Linked DNA regions of Zea mays: region 1 is linked to region 2. The links are chromatin contacts, called in public Hi-C maps. All regions are on one chromosome and are shown on one strand. The core of a region is the stretch at or near the end of the contact, and the rest is flanking DNA. Distances in the headings are between cores, read along the strand shown. Region 1 holds the start of LOC100278607. Region 2 holds the start of LOC100281247.

Region 1 (4,608 bases), core at 700-3,199, 520 kb before region 2:
GAATCTCTTACTGCTTTATAACTTGATTTAAGTTCTTTGTCCTTCTCTTGTAATTGTTGTTTTGTGAAATGAGCCAAAGAGAACCTTTCATTAAACTTAGCAGTGATACACTTCCATCCCTCTGAATTCCATCCATTTTGACCCTTCAACTTTGGGTTATCTTTGTTGTCATGTAGTACATCGACTAAACCCTTCTCATATGTTGAGTTCCAGGACGCCCTTGCACCTTCCTTTGACATGGCTATATTTTCCAATAAATATTCAAAGGCATTAGTAAAATAAAAAGAACATACAACATTACACTATGTACAGTTGAATAAAGGCCAAAAAAGAGAAGAAACATCAAGTGTATTACTAGATACCTGCATTTGACATTTTAGATCACACAAAAAAGTGATGGAATAACTAACACAACATAGTTGTATAAGTAGATAAGACAGATAGTTGCATTACATCATTACATCAAGCTGCAAACATTGTAAAAAACATGGTAGAGAAACTAGACATAGCAAAAACTCCACATCTACAATGCCTTATTGTATTTGGACTCAAGCTAATCAACTATTGTAGGCAGCCCACATCTGCAGTGCAATCTGATCTCTTAGTGTACTTCCATCACTTGACTCTGTGTCATTAGGATAGATGTTGTCTACCTCAGGGACATCAACATATTGACTTGGAGACATATAATCTGGTTGGTTGTCCAGCCATCCTTCATCACCATTATGCCCTCTAATTATGTTGTGAAATGCAATGGCTGCAACAACGATCTTGATTTGGTTTGCTATGGGATGGAATGTCCCTACTTTTAGAATCGGGAACCTTTTCTTAAGAACACCAATGGCCCTCTCTATATGGTTGCGGAGAATTGCATGGCGATGATTGAACAACTCTTTGTAGTTTGCATAACCACTTTGTGATGAACGACGTCTCCTAAACTGACTAAGATGGTACCGAACTCCTCTGAGAGGTATGGGATTATAGCAGGGAGAATAACAAAGAACAGTTCGTCATCATCTTCTTCCTCCTCCAACAAAAACCGCCTAACATGCTCCTCCCAAGAACCCATTATCTAGAAACATAAAATTTAATCATGCACTTGTATAACTGAGCTACCTATCATATAACATAAAAAATAAAAATTTAATCATGCATCTAGCCATGATATAAGCAAGTAATATTGAAAGCAATAAGCAATAAGCCAATCAGGCGTGTGTGGTCGTTTGCTTTGATCGACCTCCTGCCATCACCTCATACTCCCACGACCCACCCAACAAAAACTGTATGCACCAATTAATCCAAAACAAACTGCTGCACTATCCTCTACCGCGGAAATCCAAAAAAATCAGTTTGCCATCTCGGGCACATGGTGCTAACCACTGGTTGGTCAAACTCCGCGATCCTCTACCGCGGAAACCAAAAAAAACTGCTGCACCATCTGATGGAGAGTCTGCTGATGAGCTCAAACCGCATGGCACTGGAAGCAAGTAATCCATTTTTCTTTTTTTCTTTTGGCAAGCTGATGACACTGGAGCAAAACAACAGATGAGCAGAGTAATGGCATACTAACCAGCTAGCAGGTTTCCTTGGACCCGGCCTGCGAGGGAGGAAGCATGCGACAGTTTTATCTCTGCACCCACCGAATAAGCATTTGATCTGGGGATTTGACAGCCGCTATGGTTGGGGACCGACCGAGGGAATCTGCAGATTTGGGAGCGTGTGGGGATTTGGGAGCGTGAGGGGATCCGCTACTTGGATTTGGGAGCGTGCGGGGGAGGTGTAGGAAGGGGAGAAGAGGGAGATCCGGTAGGGTTCACGTACCTGTGATTTGGTAGGGTTCGACATAGCTCGCGTTCGTCGTGCGTTCAAGAAATCATCAACAGCAACAGAGATAGGACGCCGCCACCATCCACGAGATGAGGAATAGACGAGACAATCGGAGCGATGGTTGTCCGACGTCCAGAGGCAGGGCGTCTTTCCACGCGGAAGCTGGGCTCGGGGTGGGCTGATGCCCCCACGGATCCGCCTTCCAAACAGGGCAAATTTTTTGCCGGTGGAATATTGTCACGTAGGCTGCTGGCACAGGGAAAAGGCTGGGTTCCCAGCGGGGAAATGGGCTGCCAAATCAGCCCTAACATGGATCATCAGATCCGCTCACTTTCCTTCCGTTGACAGATTAGACGCTAGGAATCGTAGAAGTCTGTCTCCCTTTCCAGAAGCACGATAGAGAAAACACACGAAACACATGGACGTAGGGTTGCCGATTTTTTTTGTCTTTTTAACCATTTTTTCACAAAAATTTACATTTAGACCCCTGGATGACTTATTTCTTTATTTAGACCCGACGCTCGGTGCCATAGGACGCCGAGCTCTTACGTGGTGGTGGTGGCTCCCGGCGGCCAGGGCTGGCGTGGCGCCGACACGGCCTCCTAACTTGATGCCACAGATCTTGGCGCTGAGCTAGGGAGGCCTATAAATCGGTCGTTCTGCTGGCCGAGAGGAGCTCATTTCCCCTCCATTCAAAACTTCTTTAAAGTTGCTCCATCCAAAGATTCGAGTTAGAATACTTTGTAGACCAAGGTATGGTGTCTCACTGATTCGTTTTGTATATTGTTTTGTAATTTTTCGATTATTAGTTTTCATTGTTGCTCCTAGGATAGTTTTTCGATTCACATTTGATTTGATAGTTTGTGAAATCTGATTATACTGTGTATTATGTACTTGTGTTAATATATAATCGTTTCTTAGACGAAAGACATGTACCGGGAGGCGTTGTGGCAGAAGAGAGATCGTCATCGGGAGTTATATCCGGATGTATCTAGTAAGGATGCTCCTGTTCCTCCTGAACTTCTTGTGCCTAACTATGATTGTGGCAGACTGGCTTGGGTATGTCAATCCAAACATCCAGACACAGCTGCTCGCTGCTTCTACCTTTGTGGCAGTTTTAACGTACGTACCTTATGACTTGTGAGTTAATATTGTTTACTAGATGTGTAATAATGCTTCGTTCCATTTTGTAGGAGCACCTGAGGTGTTTCTTTTCCAGTGGATCGACGGTCCTAATAAATTTGACCCTCGATATCTTCTTTTCGCTAATTGGTTGTGTGGAAGTACTAGTCATGAGCGTTTTAAGCGTTGGGTACCTCCTTCCCTGAATCCTCCACCAATGATGGATGTGGAGAAGGATGTAGCAACAGAAATACGAATGGACTCACCGCCTCGATGCGATTGCGGAGATCGTGCTGTCATCGATGAGGACACTGCGAAGCACTTTGTGTGTCCGAACATTGATTATGTGAGCTCATAACAAATGACTAAACTTTTGTTATTTTGTGCACAAATTTACTAAATTATTCTCTTGAAGCCATATGAGTGGCGTAAGTGTCATTTCATAGAGTGGTTGTATGGTCCTATGTCCTATTGGCTAGAACCAGAGGCAAAGGAAAAGAAAAAAAATGAGTGGGTGGAAGAGTTGAAGTTTGATCCAGTACTCTGCAAATGTGGTATTGAAGTTAAGTATGGATTAGTTCCTTCCGAGCTTGGTGTTAGCTATTTTTGTGGACATATGGTAGATTACAATGAGGTTGGTATTTATTTTTTGTTTGCATCAGCTGCAATGTTGCATCTGTACTTACTCTTTTTTTGTAGGAGACGAGAAAATGCGGTTGGAAGAGTTACGACGACAAAGGAGAGGTGATATGTACAATAAAGTCCAAGAGACTAATGGGACAAAACATGCGTTGTGGATCTCAGCTCGTCGATTTGTACATTAACGATCGCATACAGGACATGCGTAGGTTCACAAAATCGACGAGTTTTGATAGCCCGATGCGTGCAAAGCAGAGAAGATTGAAGGTGGCAAATGAGAAGAGAGCACAGAATGCAAGGGAATCGAAGGCGACTAGAGCCGAGAAACAGATGTAGGATAATCTCGCTGATCGTCTTAAGGAAAGTGAGTGAGAAAAATGACATGATAGTTTTGTTTGTACAATTTATTTATCCTGACTTTGCAAACTTATTTGTCTCATTACATTTGCAGAGATTGGATGTGTCGTAAACTATATCGTAGATGAGGCACGTGCAAGATACGTTCAGGAAAAAATGGCGACGGTGGAGCTGATGGAGGAGGAGGAGGACGACACATCAAGGTTGAGTGAGCTTATCGCTCTCGCTGAGGCAGGATTACATGGGGAAGAGGACGACACATCAAGGTTGAGCGAGCTCATCACACTAGCTGAGGCAGGATTACGTGCTCAAGAGGAGGAGGACGAGTTTATGTCTTAGGCCGCCGAAGAGATAGAGGCCGCTTATTACAAGCAGAAGTGTGATGAGGCTGAGGCTAAGGATCAGCAATTCTCCCAAGCTGCAGATGAAGCAGAAGCCAATTATTACAAGAGAAATGCGGAAAAGTGTGATGCGAGACAATGCAACAAGTGGAACGAGGTTGTCGTTGAGGATTGCACGATAGATGATTCGGAAGATGAGTTACTTATAAATTGTGATTCTGATTGAACAAGCTAGTAGTGTGTTATGTAGTACTTTCATATCCAAAATGTTTTAGAACCATAATGTTTCAGATTCGTAATGTTTCTATTGCATTGTCATGTT
Region 2 (4,825 bases), core at 1,677-4,176:
CGATGTGTTACGCGTGTTACCTCCTAACTCAACCTCGTGCGAAGGAAAATTGACGATACTAGATTTATCAAATGCACGTACTAGTCTCTTAAGATCGCTTTGCATACCCCCTATGATATTCTGCATTTGTTCACGCTGATCTTCTACATAATTTCTAAGAGATTGCAGATCGTTAGTATTACTTACATTGGGGATATCTGTCGTGGGTTGGAGCGAAGCCGGATCCGTCACCCGATGTCGGACGACCTTGTTGTTCCTGTCCACTTTGAAGTTGGCCAAGAACTTTGCTTTCGCCTCCTAGATCATCCGCTCCTTGTGCTCCTCGAACTGGAGCTGCTCGTCAGCCAGCAAGGTTTCCCAAGTCGGCTCTATGATGTTGCTTGGAGAAATATCAGAACTATCCCTTGAACCGGCCATTGAGGGCCGATTTGATGAGCTTAGATGTGCTGTCCCCAGCGGAGTCGCCAAAAAGTATGTTGACGCCTTTTCGGAGCGCCAAACACTCAACAAGAACCGTGGCGGTGCCCTCTGCACAGGGGCGGACGGTCCGCGCGCAGGGACCAGACGGTCCGCGGCCTGGTGCGAGGCGCGGTGGTGCTCTCTGCGCAAGGGCGGACTGTCCGCGGCCTGGGGCCGGATGGTCCGCGGCCTGGTGCGCGGCTAGGGCTCCTGCCTGACGGCCGGACGGTCCGCGCCCTGGGGCCGGACGGTCCGCGCGTACGCAGGGACGGCGGAAGATCGCCGACGGCGCCTGGATCTCGCTCCCGGGAGGGACCCCGTCGGGGAGTAGAGATCCTAGGTTGTGTCTAGGCTCGGGCTGGCCGACCTAGACTCCTCTAATCGACGTAGAGCCGAAGAGAGACGAAGAATTTGGGGATTGGATAGCTAAACCTAAACTAGACTAGAACTACTCCTAGGATAAAATGCGAAATAGAAGTTGTATTGATTCGATTGTTGATTACAAATCGGCCGTAGACCTCTCTATTTATAGAGGAGGGGGGCTGGACCCTTTACACAACTGATTCCGAGCTAATTCCGCGAATCTAGCTAACAACCGTAGCACAAAACTCGGAACCCTAATCTGTTCTGCGCACGCGCGGACCGTCCGGCCCACAGACGCGGACTGTCCGGACCGCGGACCGTCCGGCCTCAGGGCCGGACCGTCCGCCGGCTCTTTTACGGTTCAAACACTAAGGTTTTAAATATCAGGTTATAATGGCCGATTTATCCCAATATAACGGCCAATTTATCCTAATATAGTTTTTTAGCAGTGAAAAGTTATGCTATTTGACACGATGTATCCCGCTATATCTCGATATATCCTGATATTTGCGATTTTGATAAATGTGGAGATAAATATCTTATCCTGATATTTAAAACACTGAAATACACACTTTTTTGTAACGAATAAACAAATGCTCACTGTGTCCGGTGAAGAACTGCAGACACAAGGTACAGCACACCCTTTTCAAAGTACAAAGGTGGAGCCTGATCTGTGCTAGTACCTGCGAGAGCGAGGGGCCTAAATGCTCTGTCGACCAACTTGTGCGTAGCTGCATGTGGTAAACGCGGTGTGGATCTCCTAATCACAGCAATCGCCTCTCGTCAGACACACACACTGTTGATTGATGGAGTACGCTCAAACACGGCACTCCTTTCCTTTTGGTGTTTCCAGGGACCTTGTCCGTGACGAGGAAGTGGCCCAAAAGGAAAATATCCTCTCCTAGTTTGACGAGTCACAGTTCATGTAGTATGTATTTGTCCTGGAGACACACCTGGTGTTGGCTGCCTCGAGCTCTCAAGATATGGATTGATAATTTAATTGAAAACGAGTTCGATTCTCGTATGAAACGAAACGGGAAGAGTAGTTCACCGTCCGTTTCGAAATGGGAGCCTCAGATTTTGATTTACATACAGGCAGCAGTAATTAGTAAACGTACAAGGACAGGCAGCACAACGAGGTGCGGTGCGGTGTCATCAATTAGGTAGGAGGTATAATTCTACGTAGGAGTATCAGCGATTCTGATTCTGAACGTATCGTCGCAACTCACGCCCTGTCTTGCCGGCCAAGCCCTGACGACGACGAGGAGCCGCCGCCGCCGCCTTGTTGGCCGAATCCTCCTCTGCCTCCTATTGCCATGTGATGCTGTTGATGTTGCTGCTGCTGCTGTGGCGGCTGAGGCGGCGGCGGCTGTTGCTGCGGCTGCGAGCCGCCGTACATGGGCTGCCCCATCATCATCATCATCATGCCGCCGGAGCCAGGCGCGCCGTACCCGGCGTACCCGGCGGCATTGGCGGCGCCTCTGGGCAGCTCGCCCTGCTGCTGCTGCTGCTGCGAGCCCGAGGCGCCGGCGGACGCGGCGGCCCTCTCGCCCTCGATCTCGCGGAACTTGTGCAGGTAGTGCTTGAGCGGCTCGACGTAGTCCTCGAAGCCGAGCGTGGTCATGGCCCACAGCAGGTCGTCGCCGTTGATGGTCTTGCGCTTCTCGCGCTGGCACTTGTCGGAGGCCTCGCCGGTGATGAAGGAGATGAACTCGGACACGCACTCCTGCACCGTCTCCTTGGCGTCCTTGCTGATCTTGGCGTTGGCCGGGAGCGCCTTCTTCATGATCCGGCTCACGTTGGCGATGGGCAGGAACCGGTCCTGCTCCCGCGGCGACGACAGCTCGCCCCCGGCGTTGCTCGGCCCGCCGGAGTCGTTGTCCGAGTCCGGCATCGCTCCGCCGCCTCAGCTCAAGGCCACCGCCGAGGGAGCATGCATCAACGCGACAGGGGACACCACCTGGGCTGGGGATGCGAGAAGAACAGGAGCGACGAGAAGGCTAGGAGGAGGGAGGGAAATTTGGCGAGTCTCTGCGTCGGCAGCAAAGAGATTTGCATTTGAAGGAGCTGCTGCTGGAGAAGAGCGAGCGAGCGAGCAATGGAGGGAGATGGGCGGGGTCCGTCGGATCGCGCGGATAAGAACGCATTCAGCTCTGAACGTGGTGCGCCTCCCGCCGTTCGTTTCCTGATAAGTGTGTGCCACCTGGCGATTCCGCCTCCGTGGATGCGCGCCACCTAGGATCCATCCAGGCCGTCGCCGCGGGCCCGGGAACACGTGGGACGGAGCCCGGTCCGTGAGATGCGCAAGTGGCCGGTTTGCCACCTAGGACACTGCACTCGGTCCAGACGTAAAAAACCACCACAAGACGTGAAACAAAAAAAACCGTACTGACTTCAGTTCTGATGCAGATGAATGCAAACTGGATTTTGCAGGGAAAACATACAATACCAACCCCCAATAAAGCTCAATTTCCACAAGGTAATGTTTGGATTCCCGTATTCCAGATCTCCAGTAGTCCAGTGCTATACACATCAAATCTAAGCTACGCATAAGCTATCATACAAATACAAGAGTTAAAGCGTCACTGATAATCTCTCAACTGGGGATCCTAAATCAACTTCTACGATCTACATAACCGGGGTCCTACTCCACCTCCCTTGCAATCTACATCCATCTCATCACACAGGGCTTCCTTCAGCTGCGCCATCGCTGTTGCGCCCTTCACGTCAACATCGGTCTTTCCATTCCCAGCAGCAGTAGTACCATTCTTGCTTGAATTGGCGTCAGTTTTGGTGTTTTCATTGTGCTCAGCATCTTCCGCTTTACTATTGCCGCCACCGTCTGCTTGACTTTGTTCCGCTTCCGCATTTATATCGCCTTCTCTAGCTTCACCGTCTCCATCGCCAAGGATTCCTACACTTGCACTGTTCTCATTGTGGCTACATTCCTGAGCCTTGTCATCTTCGGTATGTTCTGCGCGTTCATTATTTCCATGACCGTGAGACTCTTCAGCTTCTGCATTGCTACCAACATTCCCACTCCTGATTCCTTCATTCCCACCATCTTCAGTGCCATTGTTTTCTCCATTTCTGGCATCTCTCACTTCTCCATCTTTTGACGCTTCTAGGGTTCCAACATTGCTCTTCATAGTCGTCTCAGCTTCGACGTTGCTTGAACCCTGTAGTTGTAAGGTACAATCAGTGTTTGCAGTGGGTGCAACTGCGACCTTTCCACCATTGCCATCCTTAGTTATGTTTTTATTATCATCATCAACTTTGTGCTCTTCTGAACCTTCAGCAGCGTAACAGCTGTTTTCATTGAAACCATACTCCACAGAAGCCCCACCATCGATACATTTCTTGTTAGCACTGTCATTTGCGTTCTTTAGACTGTCTTTGGTGTTGCTATCTCGACCATCTTCAAGTACATTTTGCTCGTTGATAACCAATTCAACTGTTTGAACTTGTGCCATCTCCTTGGCAGCTTGCTCGGCTCTAGCCTTCGCCTCTGCTGCTTCCGACTCTTCCAGTTCCTTCTTCTCTGCCTCGTCTGCTAGCCTAAAGAGCTCCTCTTCTATAAGCGACCTTATTAGTGGCTTTCTCTCAAACAGATCCTTGCCAAAGTATTTGTCTGAAGATACGAAAGCATGTCAGAAAGGTCAACCAGCTAAAAAGAAATGAACGTTCAGGCTTCATAGGTGCCTTGACATCATAACACGACCAAACATGTCTTGATGTCTGCAAGGATAAGATATAGAAGGACTCTAGAAAATAAGCAAAGACATACCGACTTCTTTTACAACATCGCCAAAGGTCATCTGGAAAAGGCGAACAGGAAAAAAGACAGACAAATGTAAACTACAGGAGAAATATCACAAAACAATTATTGTATCTTATAACCCAACAGACAAGTTAAGGATAAATGATGTACAGTGTATCTCACAGTGGCAAAGTCCGCAGTATCCAAGATAAGAAAGACAGCTTCCCTCAGCTCATCTTTACT

What was found. A called contact is a pair of places that touch in the nucleus more often than the background predicts.
Region 1: a contact with region 2 is called in a Hi-C map of ear, with 2.7 times the contacts expected there. The contact joins the promoter of LOC100278607 here to the promoter of LOC100281247 in region 2. A contact is called at or near these places in 2 of 25 Hi-C or Micro-C datasets (ear and leaf).

What each region holds. Positions count from the first base shown.
Region 1 is chr1:73,355,376-73,359,983 of Zm-B73-REFERENCE-NAM-5.0, reverse strand. LOC100278607 reads right to left here and starts at 1,949. Exons shown (of 5, transcript NM_001151829.1): 1 at 1,822-1,949; 2 at 1,571-1,701; 3 at 1-241. The coding sequence starts at 239.
Region 2 is chr1:72,836,611-72,841,435 of Zm-B73-REFERENCE-NAM-5.0, reverse strand. It overlaps LOC100281247, which reads right to left and starts at 2,926. Exons shown (of 1, transcript NM_001154166.2): 1 at 1,932-2,926. The coding sequence starts at 2,716. The coding sequence ends at 2,048. It overlaps LOC103636280, which reads right to left. Exons shown (of 10, transcript XM_008658646.2): 8 at 4,766-4,825; 9 at 4,610-4,640; 10 at 3,259-4,453. The coding sequence ends at 3,444.